Regions from separate parts of the Zea mays genome. Here regions 1 and 2 are each linked to region 3. Evidence: chromatin contacts called from public Hi-C data. All regions are on one chromosome and are shown on one strand. The core of a region is the stretch at or near the end of the contact, and the rest is flanking DNA. Distances in the headings are between cores, read along the strand shown.

Evidence for each region. A called contact is a pair of places that touch in the nucleus more often than the background predicts.
Region 1: a Hi-C map of tassel shows a contact between it and region 3, with 2.9 times the contacts expected there. The contact joins the promoter of LOC103652802 here to the promoter of LOC100274773 in region 3. A contact is called at or near these places in 2 of 25 Hi-C or Micro-C datasets (ear and tassel).
Region 2: a Hi-C map of tassel shows a contact between it and region 3, with 1.9 times the contacts expected there. The contact joins the promoter of LOC103652800 here to the promoter of LOC100274773 in region 3. A contact is called at or near these places in 2 of 25 Hi-C or Micro-C datasets (ear and tassel).

What each region holds. Positions count from the first base shown.
Region 1 is chr4:8,309,980-8,312,775 of Zm-B73-REFERENCE-NAM-5.0, reverse strand. It overlaps LOC103652802 (glutathione S-transferase T1), which reads right to left and starts at 1,425. Exons shown (of 6, transcript XM_008679783.3): 1 at 1,113-1,425; 2 at 967-1,040; 3 at 602-662. The coding sequence starts at 1,180.
Region 2 is chr4:8,033,899-8,036,739 of Zm-B73-REFERENCE-NAM-5.0, reverse strand. It overlaps LOC103652800, which reads right to left and starts at 1,453. Exons shown (of 3, transcript XM_008679780.4): 1 at 909-1,453; 2 at 608-803. The coding sequence starts at 1,322.
Region 3 is chr4:8,169,169-8,172,374 of Zm-B73-REFERENCE-NAM-5.0, reverse strand. It overlaps LOC100274773, which reads right to left and starts at 1,685. Exons shown (of 1, transcript NM_001365095.1): 1 at 665-1,685. The coding sequence starts at 1,050. The coding sequence ends at 829.

The sequences.
Region 1 (2,796 bases), core at 176-2,675, 140 kb before region 3:
TCTGTCCACACTCATGAGCTCTAAAGTTACTGAAATAACTAAGTTTTCATGAAACATACAAATGCAAAACAGAACTGAAATAAATGAGTTTATAACAGGATGGCCCTGGACTCCTAGTTGTATGGACTGTGACTAAACAAACTTCTAGCAAGGTCTATAACATTCGTTTGGGACAGCAGAAGCCTCTCCTAGCCCTTTTTGGGCTCATCAGAACTAAAACAACATTGGTTTATAAATTACATATGTCATCAAATGGGCGTACCCAATGACATAGGCTTCCCGCACTGTGCGGGGTCTAGGGAAAGGTATATTTAAGCGCCAAGCCTTACCCGCATAATATGCAGAGGCTAGGGCTCGAACATGGGACCTTCCAGTTACAGACGGTAGACTCTACCACTGCACCAGGCCTGGCCTTTTAAATTACATATGTCAAAGGCAAAAGGAAAACAAGTGACTACCCACTTTTAACTAGAAATCAAGCCAAATGTATTGAATCCATGTACATGGATGTTTATAGGTAGGTTTCAACAAAAGTTTGAGGCAGTCAGCAGGCAACTCATAAATCAGCGGAATCCGCCTATACAAGTTTTTCAGGGCGTACCTTTCAAACAGTTTAAACCTTCCATCCACAATTACAGGCACTTGTGCCATTGGGTTTATCTCTGAAGAGAGGAGCAGCAATCAAAGGTCAAGTAGCTCAGCAAATACTTGATTGCGGGATGATTTTCATGAATTTTCCACCACCACACAAGACCACTAGCACTTCTTTTCTTGAACACGGGTAATATACCACTAGTAGTGAAAAGAACACCGGTACATACTATTTATTACCATAGATAGTACACATAATTGACACTCAATTTGAGACACAAGTGGTACAATTGCAGCGACCTTAGCCAAAAAAAGAGGACGGAAATCAGAATGAGCATGAGGGAAACGACTAATTAGGGGACAGGGGATGGGTACTTTTAAATTCCGGGGTGCGGTGCCGAGACTTGAACAGATCCACCGTGACCTCCTCGAAATCGATCTTGTTCACCCTGCACGCGGCTGCCGACATCAAGAATCGAGCGGCGGATGACTTGAAGAGCCGGACGGAACAGACTACCTACCTGCAGAAGATGATGACGGCACGGGAGGGTGACGACCACCTGTGTGCGTATACCTTGATTGGCGGCATGGCGAGCCTTCGTGAGTAATCTGGGAGCTTCTCGTACTGTACTGGCTTCCCTTCCGGCTTCCGATTCGTTTCCACCTTGACCTTGAGGTTGGAATTGGAAGACCTGCAGCCTCTGCTGTTCCGCTGTTCTCTTTCTTTCGAGCAGAAGAAGACGAAAACGAGCCTGCCTCTCCCGCCAAGCGCAGATGACAGGGAGAGGAAGGCTTCACGATCACGATGTGTCCAACCTCCAGCCAGAGCCGGTATAACGAGGATAAAAACGGTCGGAAATAATCGGTAAACATTAAAATTATTTTTGTTTTCATATTTTTTTCTCGGAAATGAGATTGAAAACGGTAACTCCGAAAACGAAAACGACATCGGTAATTCAGAAACATCGAAAACGAAAGTTCGGTACGAAAATTACACCGGTTACGATCGGAATCTAAAATTCGATCGGTAAAAACTGTAACATGTACCCTCAATTGACTTCAAAAATTCAAGCAAGTCATACATTCATATAAAATTAGTAATAATATATAAGGTAGGAGGTCACAATAAATATTAAAGTAAGAAGCATACTATAAAATCATTATTATGTATTTAAATAAAGTAGAATTAAGATGTGTATACTGATATAGCACTTACATAGTCAATATAATCAGTGTCATCTTGGTCCTTCTTAAGTTCTTGTGCAAATTATGAAAGTTTTATAAAAGTTTCAAACGATTCTAAACTATATACTATTAGATAGATCTTGATTTTAGGAAATAATAAAATTAGTTTCATATTTTTCTAAGTTAAGATAAATTTATTATGAATTTATAAAGATCAGTTCAGATTTAATATTTTTCTGAAAAATACCAATTTTTTACCAACGGTGAAATTCCGAATAAAAACGGTAATTTCCGGAAACGGTCGGAAGAGACTCAAACCGTTTCCGATTCCGGTTCCGAGTTTTTCTACCGATTTCATTTCCGTATTTTCGGTAACCGTTTCCGTTTTCGTTTAGATCTAAATTTCGGTAAAACTTCGAAAACGATTCCCGGTATCCAAAAATTACTGTTTCCGTCTTTGAAATGGAAATGTGCCCTTGGGCCATTTCTAAGTATTTTGGTGATTGAGTGCCAACACAAGTGGACTTATGTTAATCTATGCAAAGTGATGGACAAAGTGCAAATTAAGTAAAAAGGTATGTTTCTAAGACTTAGTACATTGTTTTGGAGACTAATGTATTGTGTCTAAGTGCTGGAAACAGGAGAAATCAAGTTGGAAAAGAAGATGACTTTGTTCAGCCAAAGACAACTCGGTCTGGGCGCACCGGACTGTCCGGTGGTGTACCGGACAGTGTCCGGTGCGCCAGGCCGACGTCTGTCAACTGGCTGCTCTCGGGAAGCAATTAACGGCGTACGGCTATAAATCACCGGACTATCCGGTGGTGCACCGGACTGTCCGGTGAGTCAACAGTCGGCCCGGCCAATGGTCGGTCGCGTAATCCGCGCGCGACGCGTGGCAGAGCCAACGGTCAGAAGGGGGCACCGAACTGTCCGGTGTGCATCGGACAGTGTCCGGTGCGCCAACGGCTCCAAAGCGCCAACGGTCGGCTTCGCCAAAGAAGGAAAGAAATCCGCACCGGA
Region 2 (2,841 bases), core at 204-2,703, 140 kb after region 3:
ATGGCACCATAAAGATGCACTGACGTTGGCATCCACACAATTTTCTGACGCGATAAGTACATTATTATATATTTTATGTTATATCCTGCCGACCAAAGCATCGGGCCTAGCCGCCTAGCTCTATATAATTGGAGGACCGAATCAGGAGAACGACAGCCAGAAAATTTTCCAACCTATGTCTCTATATGTATAGTAGCAAAAAAAAATGTTAGATGTCTATGGTCTCATTGATGTGATGTGTCATTGACAACAGAGCTCATTTTAGCTATGACAGTAGTTAAAACTGCAGTTGTCTCACAAATAATCAGCCAGACAGTAGTTAAAATACAAATCAACCCACTGGACAAATAGCAATTCCATTTCGGCCTTTCGGGAATGGTTTCTGAGTCAAAACGACATGAAGAATAACTAAACGTGGATCACAGGAAAACAGTAAGCTAAGGTTGCCTTACTCTGCAGTTCGATTTCGAGAAATCCGGAATGGTTCGCCAATTTGATCAAGCCAGAATGGTTCCTATCGCACGCTAACATCCAAAATACAAGCACAAGCACCGAAACGTTCGTATGACACTTCTTACTAAAATCAAGCGTAATGGTGGTGGCTTACTCTCAAGGCTGAAGTGGGAGTGGTGAAGTTGGAAGCTCTCGGCTGCGGCCGGGTCCAGGCGCGGGCTTCTCCCCTCCCTGGCGTACCTCTCGACCACGGCAGCAATGGCCTCCCCGACGCTGGCGCCCAGCCTGACCATGGCCTTCACCGGGCCGACGCTGCCCTCAACCGTCACGCTCACCACCACCTTCGCCTCCTGCACACCGCGCCAGCCAAACCACTCCCACCCGTGAATAAACCTCGCAAATTGCCTAACTCCGGGCTTCGGTTAGCTCGCCGGCGGGGCCGGGCCGTACCGTACCTCCCGGGGGCAGGGACTGGTGAGGGAGGCGTAGGAGGGGGAGCGGCCGAACTCCGGGGCAAAGACGTCGAAGCAAGTGTGCGGACGCTCGAGCGGCGGCGGCGGAGGGGACGGCGGGCAATCGAGCCCGAGCCCGAGCCCGGGCCCGTGCGGCGGCACGTCGTGGACCCGCGCGTCGCCGAACCAGAGCAGCGGCTCGGACGCGGAGCGCGCGAGCGCCCGCCTCTTCCCCTCCCGCCGCGTCCGCGTCCGCGACCGCGACGGGCCCGGCGTCGGCACCGGGCGCGCCGCCGTCGAGCCGCTCCCGCTCTTGCGGCGGCGGCGGGACGGCGACGCCGCCGCCGGCGACCGCCCCACCCGGACGGCGGCGAGCCGCGACCGACCCTTCCTCTGCTCCGGCATCAGGGCGCGCATGCCGTCTTCGCCTGCGTCTGCGTGCGTGCGTGCGTCGTGCGTGGTTCGACGTGTCGCGATTTCTGGGAGTGCGTGCCTTGTACCGGTGGTGGTGGCGGACCTGGCGGTGTCGTCGGTCGGTCGGTCGGTGCAAATAAAAAAAAAAGGTTTGCTTGGACTTTGACGTTACGGCGATGTCCTTTGTGGTTGACGCAACAGAGGGGAAGAGGAAGCTTCGTCCAGGAGTTGGAAGCATGTGGAATGGTTGCAGTGCAGGCCACGCGTACGCACGCTTCTTCCGGTGCGGCTGTCAGTGAGGCTGAGTCCATGGACCAAGAGCAGATGCAGCAAAAGCAGGGGGCTGCCTGGGGAGGAAACTGCTGGACAGTGGAGAGAGACGACGTCGGATGCAAATCAAAGCGTGGTTCGGTATGGAAAAATGACGAAAAGGGGGCAGTGAGATGCCTGAAGTACGGGATGCTGCCGCTGTATTTTTTTTTTTCCTTTTGTATTTTTAGCGTGGGGAACAAATCTCAGTCCAACAATCTTTAGCTAACGTATTTTTTTTAAAGAAAGCACCTTCTATATTCTTTTCCCCACGTCTAGCTACACATTTAAAAAAAATCACGTACTCTGCTGGCGGCGGTTAAATAATTAAGTCGATTATCAAATCTATATCTATATCTCTAGCTCTCTCTTTCTATCTAGTGACTAAAACCCCAGCAGATCATATCATCCTCTATTTCAAACTTCTGTCTTCTACAAATAATGTTAAATAATATTTTCTATAGTTTTATATCTCCTATTTTACACGCTCTATTAGGACAGTCTTAGCGAGCCAAAGTAAAAAAAAAACATCATCACGCGCATGAGCGCGGAGGCAGGTGGAAGCGGAGGGGAGGAGAGGCTTCACTGCCACGCAGATTTGTGCTGTCTACAATGCTATTAGATTGGGATTTTGATTGTTGCAATTATGGATTAGGTGGCAGAATGTGCACCATGATTTTCGACAACACTGATTAGATACAGTTTGGTTGGCACGCAAACCAGTTACCAGAGGGGTATGCGTTACCGTTAATTACACCTGTCTGGTTCCTACTAGATGTAAATAAATCAGTGTTGTCTCTTCACAAATTATTACGGTGTTATCTGATCTGATCTCCTTTACGTGACTACTCACTGGACGTCTGAATCAAGCCCCAAATTAATGTTTTGAACATCTGCATAGCACACCGTCCCATTGTAAGTGTTGGTCGAGACATGTTGCATTAATTTTTCTTTTTCTCCAAGATCTGCTTCGTTTTTTATATTTAAGTTAATGAAACTTGTGTTTTTCTCTGCTATCTTCTCACAAAGCCAGGTTGTGGGAGCTAGTTTGCTCGGAAAAAAAAACACGGACAGTCCCACTCAAGCCTGCACACAGTCTATTGTTTCACTCCTGTATGCCAAACATTCAGCAAAAGGTATCTTAGTTAAGGATAGAGCCGCTGACATATCCAAACTTTAGAAGTAGTAGCACTAGCGATGAAAATATTTTGAT
Region 3 (3,206 bases), core at 436-2,935:
AGTTATGTACCACTTCATATTTACATTCTCGCTGTAAACTAAACCTTCTTTGTTTCCTCTTATTGCAACAATTTTGCAACTACCAACTACTCCCTCCGTTTCTTTTTATTTGTCGCTGGATATCCGTTTCTTTTTATTTGTCGCTGGATAGTGTAAAATTGCACTATCCAGCGACAAATAAAAAGAAAAACGGAGGGAGTACTGCATTGCTTGAACACAAAATATGCTAGACAGGAGAGGAATTTGATATAATCTTCTATCATGCCTGAAAGCTATTTTACTTTGGTCCAAATTCTATGCCTAGTTGATTCTGATGGGAAGCCTATTGTGGCATTCACTTACGATCCTGTTAAATTTGGATTGGTTATATGAGTATACTTTACTGATAGGCAATTAAGCTGGAATGTCCTAGATAACGTTCAGATTTGAACCTTAATATAAAGTGAACAGAAACAACTTGCTTAATCAAAGCTTCAACATCACAAACCACTTGAAATTGTTAGACGCAGTCTCTGCAAGCAACAATGAATGATTAATAATTACAATCTTCATGACATTTTGGATAAAACACAAAACAAAATACTGTAGATTTCATTGGAGAAAGCATAGACAAAAAAAAAACTGCAAGTTTAATAGTACAGAAAACGAAATGATACACTATCTCTTTGGTCAGGACCTTTTTTTGTATTGGTAAAGGAGTTATTTGTTCTCTGAAGAATGGGGACATAATACATAACCAAATTGTAGAAATAGAGGCCCCCAAAAGGAATTTTGGCTGGTGAAAGGAAAAACAACCACTGTCGATACCCAATCTGAATATGAACATTCTTATTCCTCGTCATCCTCGTCGTTGTGGAAGCGCAGGTGCCTCCCCTCCGGCAGCAGCAGCCCCCTAGGCATCAGTGCGCCAAGCTCCGCCCTCGTCTCAGTCGCATCTGCCACCTCCTCTCGTCCGATCTCGTCGTCACTATTGATGATGAACCTGGTGTGCTTCCCCTCGAGCTGCGTCAGCCCAGTCTTCTCTTCATCCAACATGGTCATCCTGCCCATCTCATCTCATCCTGCCCGAACCTTTTAGGTACCTTCAAAATACCTTGCAACTTGTTTCTCCTTTCCTCCATCGGCACGGTACCTGGAGATGGTGGTGGTGCCCTCGTGATGTAGTAGGAGGGAGGCTACAACGTCGAACTAGGCAGGGGAAGGGCGCCAACGGCTGATGTCGATGAGCCACCACAGCACCCCACTCTCATCTGTCATCCCCACCCCAAGACAGAGAGAGGAAGCATCGCTCTTCACCTCCACCTCGGCCTTCACCTTCGTCGCCACCGCGACCTTGGTCTGGACACAGATTGAGTCCTTCGCCATCGCCGCCGTAGCCTGGACGCGGATCAGGTCCTCGGTCATCGCCGCCACAGCCTGGACACGGATCTGGGCTGGCTTGGAGCCCCTTCGCACGAAGCTAGAGCTACGGTGTCGACCTCCAAGCACGCTTCCCCCAAACTTTCCTCTTCTGGACGACGCCTCCATCGTCGACCTCCACGGCCTCCAAGCGTGCGTGCTAGAGAGCAAGGAGGAGCAGAGCTGGCGGAGTGGAGGTCGTGGAGAGGGAGCTTGCGGGCGTGGACCGAAGATGGCGCAGCGGTTGCGAGGAGGAAGGCATCGCCGTGTCTAGGGGAAAAAAATTTGCTGCATACCGACTGTAAACCAGAATGTTTGTAGCCCCTCACAAAAAGGAGGCGCAGCAGCAATAACACAACTAAAACGTTACCTGCTGGACCTGCAGGTGGATTCTATCTTTCTTTTTGTAAAGGGCTGCAAACTAGGTAACGTTTTAGTTGTGTTATTGCTGCAGCAGATAACATTAGTTTGCAGCCGACCTGCAGCAATTTTTTTTTTGTCTCGGGAGACCGATGCGAGGGAGCGCTTGTAGGGAGAGGTGGAGGGAGGCCCGCTGGACAGGGAGAGCGACAGAGGGGGACTCGAACGACAGGCTGGGCCAGGGCTAGAGACATGCGGCCTGCTAGGCATGCGACGTGGGACACACCAAATAAGTTGCGGGCTACCGTCATCGTCACGGCTTGCAAAATATAGTACCATACTGACCAATCAACAATTGCGGTATCAACTTATAAGATGTGTTGCTTCAAAAGAAGCAATTGCGGTCAAGTTCTGTCTTGCGAGAGTCTACCCTTGTTGCATATGTTCTATCTTCCTGATATCTCCAGCACGCGGATTAGAGTGTGCAGAACGTGGAATTCAAGATATGCTATTGCTTGCTTATTGCAGCAACACACATTGCGGTCAAGTGCTCTCTTGCCGGAGTCTCTACTCTTGCTGCATATGTTCTATCTTCCTGATATCTGCAGCCTTACGCGTAAGGACAAGTGCACTGCTATTGCTGGCTTATTGCAGGAGTGTGAAGAATGACTCTTGCCAGAGTCTCTACCCTTGTTACATATGTTCTATCTTCCTGATATCTGCAGCGCGCGGATTGGAGTGTGCAGAACAGGGAATGATGAGAATAACAAAAGAAGCAATTGCGGTCAAGTGCTCTTGCAAGAGTCTCTACCCTTGTTGCATATGTTCTATCTTCCTGATATCTACAGCGCGCGGATTGGAGTGTGCAGAACGTGGAATTCATGATGGGAATGGTAGAACAGAGAATGAAAATGGCAGGAGTTGCGACAAGTGCACTGCTATTGCTTGCTTATTGCAGCAACACACATATGTGTGAATGTGTCCTTATATATCCCACGTGGGTACAGAGAAGCCAGGTTTTGTATTTCTATTTTTTAAATTACAGAATGTATGCTAACTATCTTTGGATTTAAAAACACGGCCAAACTAACAAAGAATGGTCAGAGAGAAGAAGCCATAGTGCAATGTACGTGCATTGCGACGGTACATAACACATTTGATATTTGATATTATTGGTTGCATGGATTCGATGGCTGGGCGACACACGATCATTTCTATAAAAATAAATTTAATATCAAAGTAGACAAAGGCACGACCGTCGTGAGCTTGTCGCGTGCCAAAATATTTTTTAACAAAATTCCCTAGGCAACTGCTCATTGCACATGCATGTATAAAACACATACATCAAATATTATATGAATTCATTAATTAACTAAAATAATTTTTAATTTGGTATGGAGGGAGTATTATATACTTGTGACTCTCATTTTGTTTTGTTGAAGCTCACC